Linked DNA regions of Sus scrofa: regions 1 and 3 are each linked to region 2. The links are chromatin contacts, called in public Hi-C and HiChIP or PLAC-seq maps. All regions are on one chromosome and are shown on one strand. Each heading gives the region's core, a stretch centred on a gene start, on an enhancer-like site or on the middle of the called end of the contact. The rest is flanking DNA. Distances are from core to core; before and after follow the strand shown. Region 1 holds the start of LPL (lipoprotein lipase). Region 2 has its middle 45 kb from the start of SLC18A1. Region 3 holds the start of LOC100158108 (zinc finger protein 510-like).

Region 1 (2,714 bases), core at 154-2,653, 130 kb before region 2:
CATATACATATATATATAAATATATATACATATAATATATATATATATATATATATATATAAGTTTCTTGGTGGCCTTGTTGTTAAGGATCAGGCATGTCACGGGCATGGCCACCCAAATTATAATATCCAAGATGATTTTATTATTTTTATTATTTTACTTGCGTATCTCAATACATATTTTTAAATAGCTTTATTAAAATATAATTTACATATTGTAAACTTCACCCATTTAAAGTGTACAGTCAGGAACTGCTGCTGTGGTGCAGTGGGATCTGCTGCCTCTTGGGAGCACTGGGATACAGTTTCGATCCCGGCATGGGTTAAGGATCCAGTGTTGCCACAGCTGTGGCTTAGGTCCCAAGGCTGTGGCTCAGATCTGACCCCTGGTCCAGCAACTACATATGCTGGCGGGTGGTCAAAATGAAAATAAATAAAAAATTAAAAAAATAAAATGTACAGGTCAATGTTTTTTTAGAGTAGTGACAGTGGTATAACCATCACCATAATGCAATTTTAGAATATTTTCATCACCATCTCCCCCCAAAAATCTCCATTCTCTATCCTCCTCTTTCCCCAGCGTTAGGCAACACTACTTTCTGTCTCTAAGATTTGTCTCTAAGATTCGGATATTTTACATAAATGGAAACATAGGATAAGGGTCTTTCATGACTAGCTTCTTTCACTTAGCATAAAAATTCAGTTTTACAATTTTAGGCTATTTGACCTCAGTAGTCCACATCTGAGGATAAAATGCTATCTTTTCATTCCTTAATGAGTTTGAGGATTAAGTATAATTTGCATGAAGCAAAAGCTAGAAAATAGAGCGAGAGCTTTTCTCAACTACATAAGCTAATCCACTTTGCCAGTGTTAAAATACCAGATGTGTAAATTCAAGCTGCAGAACAACTGTGTGTCCAGGGGTCCTTAAGACTGACATTGTCCAGGGGTATTTGGTGGGGCGGGGGGAGGAAACAAAAACAAAAACTAACCTAACAAAACATTGAAAATTACCAAAAGGATCCATCACAAGAGGAGGAGGTTTAACAACTTAATGTCCCTTCCTTGGAAAACTGGTGATAAAAAATATTCAAATAAACCCATATAAACCTGTTTTTAGTATAGAGGGTCCAGGAGAGCCAGACCCCCTAGGAAATGCAAATAGGCTTCATGAGAAAGTAAATTTTCCCTTCTGCCCTTTCCCCCTCTTCTCTCTGGCAGGGCTGATCCTCATTACAGTTTGCTCAAATGTTTGGAAGTGAATTTAGGGCCCTCCCCCCAACTTAAGATTTTATAGCCAATAGGTGATGAGGTTTATTTGCATATTTCCAATCATATAAGCAGCCTTAGAGTGGAAACAGTGTCAGACTCAATTCCTCCCCCTCCTCCTCCCTCCTCCTCCGGGGAAAGCTGCCACTTCTGGCTGCCCCGCTTCTTCTTTAAAGGGTGACTTGCCCTGCAACAGATCGCTGCTCCAGCCTGCTCCCGCCTCGGGCTGTCGGCGCTCCCGCCCGTGCCCTGTAACTTCTACCCCAGGAACGCGTCCCCAGATGGAGAGCAAAGCCCTGCTCCTAGTGGCTCTGAGCGTGTGGCTTCAGAGTCTGATCGTCTCCCGCGAAGGGTTGGCCACCGCGGACAGTAAGTTTTGCGCGCAGGCTCTCCTCCACTTACGGAATTGGCTCAGTGGCCCACTTGCACAAGTTGTGAGGATGGGAAGGAGGAAGTAGGAAGGAGCTGCGATGATCACCTGGGACCCTCTTGCCCAAACGCCGGCCCCAGGAAGGATCATCGGGGTGGGATCTGGAAGAGGCACGTTGGAAATCCTCCCTCTGATCACTCTGGGGCGGCTCCCAGTTTCTTTCTTTCTCTCTCTCTCTCTCGATCCCGCACTGTCACCTCCATTCGGGCTGAAGCCGAATTCCCAGGCGCCCGTGCTCAATAGGAAAGGATGGGGCGGCCGGGGTGGCAGGCGGGAGGCGGTAGAGAGTGAAGGGCGGGAGAAGGTAGGCGGGAGGAAGGGCTCTGAAGGCGGTGACCCGCAGTAACTTCTCCGCCAAGGTGACTCTGGTTCGGCCTTGGCCGCAGCTCAGCCCCCGCGCGTGAAGGCGCAGGCAGAAAGCGGCCCCTTCTCCTAGAGAAGCCGGCGGGGTGGCGGGGGAGTGGATAGCGGGGGCAGCGGCGTTGAATGCATTTTAGAAGCACACGACACTCTCGCTCTCCGCGCGAAGGTGGGAGGGGAGGACTAGGGGGCCGGGAGGGCAGGGGCTGGCCGCGGGGTGGGGGGAGGACCCGGCATCCCGGGGACGCGGCGTCCCGCACGCTTAACGGCGCTGGGGAAGCTGTTCCAGCCTCCACTCTGGCACGCTCGGTGTTTCTTAGCGCCCAACGAAGAAGGGTTGAACCTCCTGAAAACGTGGCAGAGCGACTAGCCTTCTGTGGCCGCTGACTTGGAGGATGCCAGGTTTGCGCTTGGCTGCCGTTACTGTCCTCCGGGCTGAGCCTGCCTCCGGGCGCCTTGCCCCGCGGTGCGGTTGCGAGCACGTGGGGCTTCTTGGACGCCGCAGGGAGGCCACTGGTTGAACCCTAGTTACCGCTCGGGCGCTGCCACTCACCAGGGTTAAGGCGACCAGCCAAGCTAGATCTGAATTTCTTTATTGCTGGGAAGAAGCGCGCCCATCCCCAGACCTGCCTACAGTAGAGGCAGCCTGTGTAACT
Region 2 (2,750 bases), core at 173-2,672:
GACTGGGGCTGATTTGATTTGCTATTATTCTCCCAGCACCTCCGTCCCAGAGTCAGGGTTGGTCATATTCCTCGGGCTAAAGAATGAGTAAGACGGATTTCCCATTGTGGCTCAGCGGTGACTAACCCGATTGGTATCCATGAGGACACAGGTTCAATCCCTGGCCTTGCTCAGTGGGTTAAGGATCTGGCGTTGCTGTGAGTTCTGTGTAGGTCACACGTGGCTCAGATCCTGTGTTGCTGTGGCTGTGGTGTAGGCCAGCAGCTGTAGCTCCAATTCTACCCCTAGCCTGGGAACTTCCATATGCCACGGGTGTGGCCCTAAAAAGCAAAAAAAAAAAAAAAAAAAAAAAAAAAAAAAAAAAAAAAAATCCCCAGGCAAGTTAAGAGCGGGTGCGTCTAGGCAGCTCTATTGCCATGCAGCAGGTTGAGGATCCAGCATTGTCACTGCAGGACTTGCTGTGTCTGGTCAAGGGGTTTCCAGTGATTAGCTCAGTTTTCCTCCTTCCTGGTCCTTGTGTTCTAGAGCAAACTTCGGATGTTCAGATGCCTGACCTCTGTGAACTCCAGCTGGTGCTGAGAATTGATGTTCTGGGAACTTTTCCTCCTCCTTCCCAGAGGAACAATCGTCACTCCTCTGGGTTAAAATCCAGCCTCCAGAAGGCCCAGCTAAACTCACCAAGATGTTCTGGAAGGGAGGGATGTTTTGCAAGGTTCTCAGGGCTCATGCCATGTCCATCTGCAGGTTCATTACCATCCGGGCTGAACTTTAAAGTACTCAACATGGGAGATCCCTCTGTGGTGCAGCGGAAACAAATCTGCCTGGTATCCATGAGGACACAGGTTTGATCCCTGGCCTCGCTCAGCTGGTTGGGGATCTGGCATTACCATGAGCTGTGGTGCAAGTTACAGACGCAGCTCGGATCCTGCATTGCTGTGGCTGAGGTGTAGGCTGGCAGCTGCAGCTCCAACTCGACCCCTAGCCTGGGAACTTCCATATGCCATGGATGTGGCCCTAAAAAGAAAAAAAATTGATAATGATAAAAATAAAGTACTCGACATGCTTCCCATGTGTGACCCTATTTGACCCCATGGCTCTGGCTCAGGTGTTAATCACACCCTCAGCATAGAGCTGAAATCCGACAGCTGGGTTTTTGGGCTTTGAAACCTGGAGCCTTTTCCACATACAGCTGGTCTGCTGAGCAAGGCTTGGATCTCTCTTTGGAAAGGGGCTGGGTGCAGTGACACAGTTGTGGGACGAGGGAACGCCAGAGCAGGCAGGCTCTGCTAGAGTGCACTGGGCAGATACTAGCAGAGCAGGGGGACAAAAACCAGTTTTTAGAGCTCACTCTGGCCCCGCTTGGTGCTGAACCTGAGATGGTAGCTGGTCAGAGTTGGAAGTGTTGAGAGTAGCGTTCAGTACAGGCTACATCCTATCACAAGGGCATGAACCGGCTCTCAGGGCTGTGCCCAGCTCTGTAACCTGATGCCGGCAGAGCCTGGCCAGCCTGGGAGAGGCTGTCAGGGGAACAGAAGCCACAGAAGAGTGTCGGGCACTAGGAGACAGGAGTCAAAAATGGAGTGGAGAGGAGTTCCCATCGTGGCTCAGGGGTTAATGAATTCGACTAGGAACCATGAGGTTGCGGGTTCAACCCCTGGCCTCCATCAGTGCGTTAAGGGTCCGGCATTGCTGTGAGCTGTGGTGTAGGCTGCAGACTCAGCTGAGATCCTACGTGGCTGTGGCTGTGGCATAAGCTGGCGGCTACAGCTCCGATTCAGCCCCTAGGCTGGGAACCTCCATATGCTGTGGGAGCAGCGCAAGAAATGGCAAAAAAGACAAAAAAAAAAAAAGAAGAAGAAGAAGAAGTGGAGAGATTTCCCATTGTGGCTCAGCAGGTTAAGAACCCAATATAGTCTCTATGAGGATGTGGGTTCGATCCCTGGCCTCACTCAGTGAGTTAAGGATCTGGTGCTCCTGAAGGTTGTGGCATAGGTCACAGATGTGGCTTGGATCCTGTGTTGCTGTGGCTGTGATGTAGGCCAGCAGCTGCAGTTCCCATTTGACCTCTAGCCCAGGAACTTCCATATGCTGCAGGTGTGGCTGTAAAAAGCAAAAAAAAAAAAAAAAAAAAAAAAAAAAGAGTAGAGTTGATAAAAACCATCCAAACAGACAGCACCTCACACTGCTCTGAAAATGCGACATCAAATGCTCTGCAAGGGAGGAAACATGCCCGGATGATGGTTAACGTCCACCACCTGCTTCCTGCCTCTCTTCCTGCCTGTTCATCCTGTGTGACAGCTGAGCCCATGTTTCCCACATGCTTTGACTTTGTCATTCTTTGATCTCTGGTACCTACAGAAGACAGGTCACAGACCCTGGCTTCGTGGCCACCATCTTCCGCCCTCTGACCTCACCGCCTTGCCAGTCTTGTCCCCTCCTCCCTGCCCTGAAGCACCCCACCTGATGACCTGCTTGCTCACTGTCCCCCAAACCAGACCCACACTGGTGGGTCTCACACTGACGACAACGGGGTCCAGTGAAGTGCAACCACCCTCTCTCCTGGGTCCCAGGGGGCTTCAGACCAAGCCTTGTTTTTGAAGCCCAGACCTGCTCCCATTGTTTCTTAGTTATTTTAGAAAATGTACACGCCAGAAGTAATATGTGTTGAGGGTTTTTGTTTGTTTGTTTGTTTTTGGTCTTTTGTCTTTTTAGGGCCACACCTGCAGCTTATGGAGGTTCCCCGGCTAGGG
Region 3 (2,942 bases), core at 346-2,845, 180 kb before region 2:
AAGAGCTCACCTCAAATAGATTCATTTTCTGGAGCACTTCAGACATTAGAGAGGCCTGTGAAGTGTCAGCTGAGTAGAAAGAGAAATGACAGGGTCAGAACACCTGGGCTGCCTGACAGCTCCTACCTTCACCTCCCAAGCACCTCAGCAGCCCAGCCTAAGAGCAGCCTCTATACCTCCTCTCTCTAAACCCCGAACTGGCAAGGGACCCACTGGAAGCGCCGTCTATTTTCCAGTTAGAAATGATCACTGCTCATGGAGTAAAAATCAGCTTGTCCATTAATTGAAACAATACAAACAAAAAACTAACAACAGATGCTTAAAACACCAGAGGATGACACTACTTCATTGACATGAATGCAGAAAAAAGACACAGGCTGCATTTTTTTATCTATTTACCCGGCAAAGTGTTTACTCCTTGAGAAAGAGAAACCACAGGAAGTCCAGAAAAAAAAATATGGGGTGCTCTGGGACAATTTTCAAATTGTTTTCTTTTTTTCTTTTAAGTGGGTTACAGTTTCTCAAAAGGGACTCTCAATAAGATTCTTCTGATGCCTGGACAGTCTGAACGTCCTGTTCCACTCCCGGCTCTGTCCCAACCCGGGTGAGCCTGGAGAAGTCACCCGCCCTCTCAAACTCAGGACCACCTCACCATCCTGAGACTCAGAGATTTCTGTTCTGCGTGTTTAATGTAGGTGCCTATACCCATATCAGGAGCGAGTCCTGAGGCCTATGTAAACCACCCCATGAAAAGAAGAAAGGGTCACCTACATTCAACAGCAGTTAACACTTTTTGGGGGGTTAGTACCTGGCACTTTGCTAACTCCTTGTGTGACATCATATCTGGAGCTCCCTGCTGGGCTAGTGATTAGGGCTTTTTTGCACTTTCACCACCGCCATCCAATCCCTGGCCTGGGAACTGAGATTCCATATTGAGCCCCTGCAAGCTGAAGCTGAAAAGGAAAAAAAAAAAAAAAAAAAAAGACAGCACATCGAATACTCAGGTAAACGCCATAAGGCAGATATCATTCACAGCCTCCTTTTCAGACCACTGACCTTACTCTCCCGCAGGTTACTTCTTCAGCCGAAGGTCACAGATTACACAGCAGGAAATGATCACAGCAACGCCGGACCCAGAGCAGCGCTGCCCCGCAGACCCCATCCCGCCCTCTCCTCCAACCCACCGCCAGCGCTATCGTGGAACTTTTCCTCTCACTGCGACCCCGTTACCCCGCAAGGCAGCAGGCAGGGCCGGACACGCGGTCCCCATACCAGCCATGCTCTAGCTCCTAACGGGTCTCAGATACACCTACCCCAGACTACGGGGCAGCAACAGGGATCCCCCACCCACCTTCCCCTGGCGAGGTCCAGGCCAGACCCGGGCACTGAGGGGTCCCGCCCGGTGGGAGGGCGTCCCGAGATGTCACGCTTCTGCCTCCGCCACAAGAACAGGGCTCTCAGCAAACCTCCAGGCCACCCGAGGTCCACAGTGGAGCCCGCTCCTAGTTCACTGGCCAAGACCTAGAGGCGCCAGGATTTAGAGATGAGGTTTGTGAAGGCGGAAGGGAAGAGGCGGGGCCCAGGTTGCACATGCGCAGAGGGAGGTCTTAGAGACCGGGAGGCTGTTGGCGCTGCAGAGTGCATTGCCGCGGTGCCTTGCCAACCCCATCCCCCAACCCCTGTGATTTTTGAATCAAGTACACTGTTTAGTACAGCTGGATAGAAATGCTAGAGAAATGCTCATCCCAGGGCCTTGGGTGCCCTGAGATCCAGGGTCAAGGGTGTCCCCACACTGTGGATCTTAGACCGGTTCCATCCCTGTCTTATATGGGGGACTCAGGCCAAAGCTGGGAAACCTCATGGCTGAAATCAGATTCTCCAAATTACTAAAGCCTTTTAGTCTTAAGAAAATGTCCTCCTGGAGTTCCCTTCCTGGTGCATCGGAAATGAATCCGACTAGGAACCATGAGGATGCAGGTTTGATCTCTGGCCTCCCTCAGTGGGTCAAAGATCTGAGGTGGTGTAGGTCGCAGAGGCGGCTCAGATCAGGAATTGCTGTGGCTGTGGTGTAGGCTGGCGGCTGTAGCTCCTAGTAGACTCCTAGCCTGGAAACCTCCATATGCTGCTGGTGCAGCCCTGAAGAGACAAAAAAAAAAAAAAAAAAAGAAAAGAAAGAAAATGTCCTTCTAATCGAATAGACTTTCCTGTCTAATTAACCTACTTAGCAACATGTGGGCTTCTTTTGTGAAGGACAAATAGTGTTTTGTTTTGTTTTGTTTTGTTTCCTCAAAAGTGAGCTCACTGCTTTAGTCATAATCAAACTTCTTTTTTCTTTTTCTTTTTTCTTCTTTTTCTTTTTTTTGTCTTTTTAGGGCTGCACCTGCGGCATATGGAGGTTCCCAGGCTAGGGGTCAAATCGGAGCTACAGCTGCCGGCCTGCATCACAGCCACAGCAATGCCAGATCCCAGCTTTGTCTGCAACCTACACCACAGCTCACAGCAGTGCAGTTTTGAAACCAATCAGAGCCCTGCAGGGCCCTGCTAGAAACAAGTCTTACCTCGGCCCCTTCTGTTTGAATGTGCCCTTTGGAATTTAGGAATGGGAAGGGGCAGAAAGAAACAAAGAAGGAGCAGTCAAGAAACAATAGTGCCGCTATAAAGCTAGAGACCTTATTCCTCCAGAGGGGATATACATAATTAAATATCTTTGCACTCTTCCTCAGAAAGGCTCCCACTCACACGAAGAATGGTAACATCATTTTTTATTTTTATTTTTTGTCTTTTCTGGGGCCGCACCCTTGGCATATGGAGGTCCCCAAGCTAGGGGTCGAATTGGAGCTGTAGCTGCTGGCATATGCCACAGCCACAGCAACGCTGGATCCGAGAGGAGTCTGCAGCCTACATCACAGCTCACACCAATGCCGGATGCTTAACCCACTGAG

Evidence for each region. A called contact is a pair of places that touch in the nucleus more often than the background predicts. HiChIP or PLAC-seq counts read pairs in DNA pulled down with a chosen protein or histone mark.
Region 1: an H3K27ac HiChIP or PLAC-seq map of skeletal muscle shows a contact between it and region 2. The contact joins the promoter of LPL here to the enhancer-like site in region 2. A contact is called at or near these places in 14 of 47 Hi-C or Micro-C datasets (alveolar macrophages, embryonic fibroblasts, heart right ventricle and 7 more) and 2 of 2 datasets of contacts at active chromatin or transcription factors (alveolar macrophages and skeletal muscle).
Region 3: a Hi-C map of skeletal muscle shows a contact between it and region 2, with 2.4 times the contacts expected there. The contact joins the promoter of LOC100158108 here to the enhancer-like site in region 2. A contact is called at or near these places in 15 of 47 Hi-C or Micro-C datasets (alveolar macrophages, embryonic fibroblasts, epiblast stem cells and 10 more) and 2 of 2 datasets of contacts at active chromatin or transcription factors (alveolar macrophages and skeletal muscle).

Annotation. Positions count from the first base shown.
Region 1 is chr14:4,103,411-4,106,124 of Sscrofa11.1, forward strand. LPL (lipoprotein lipase) reads left to right here and starts at 1,404. Exons shown (of 10, transcript NM_214286.1): 1 at 1,404-1,637. The coding sequence starts at 1,550.
Region 2 is chr14:4,232,904-4,235,653 of Sscrofa11.1, forward strand. No RefSeq gene overlaps it. Among named protein-coding and RNA genes, the nearest start is that of SLC18A1, 45 kb to the right of the region's middle. Within about 2 kb of position 1,423, at least 9 of the 83 cell types and tissues checked have an H3K27ac peak or open chromatin away from gene starts, as enhancers often do. A contact at or near this core is called in skeletal muscle, where this site is marked.
Region 3 is chr14:4,048,663-4,051,604 of Sscrofa11.1, forward strand. It overlaps LOC100158108 (zinc finger protein 510-like), which reads right to left and starts at 1,596. Exons shown (of 8, transcript XM_021072630.1): 1 at 1,057-1,596; 2 at 809-953; 3 at 11-69. The coding sequence starts at 46.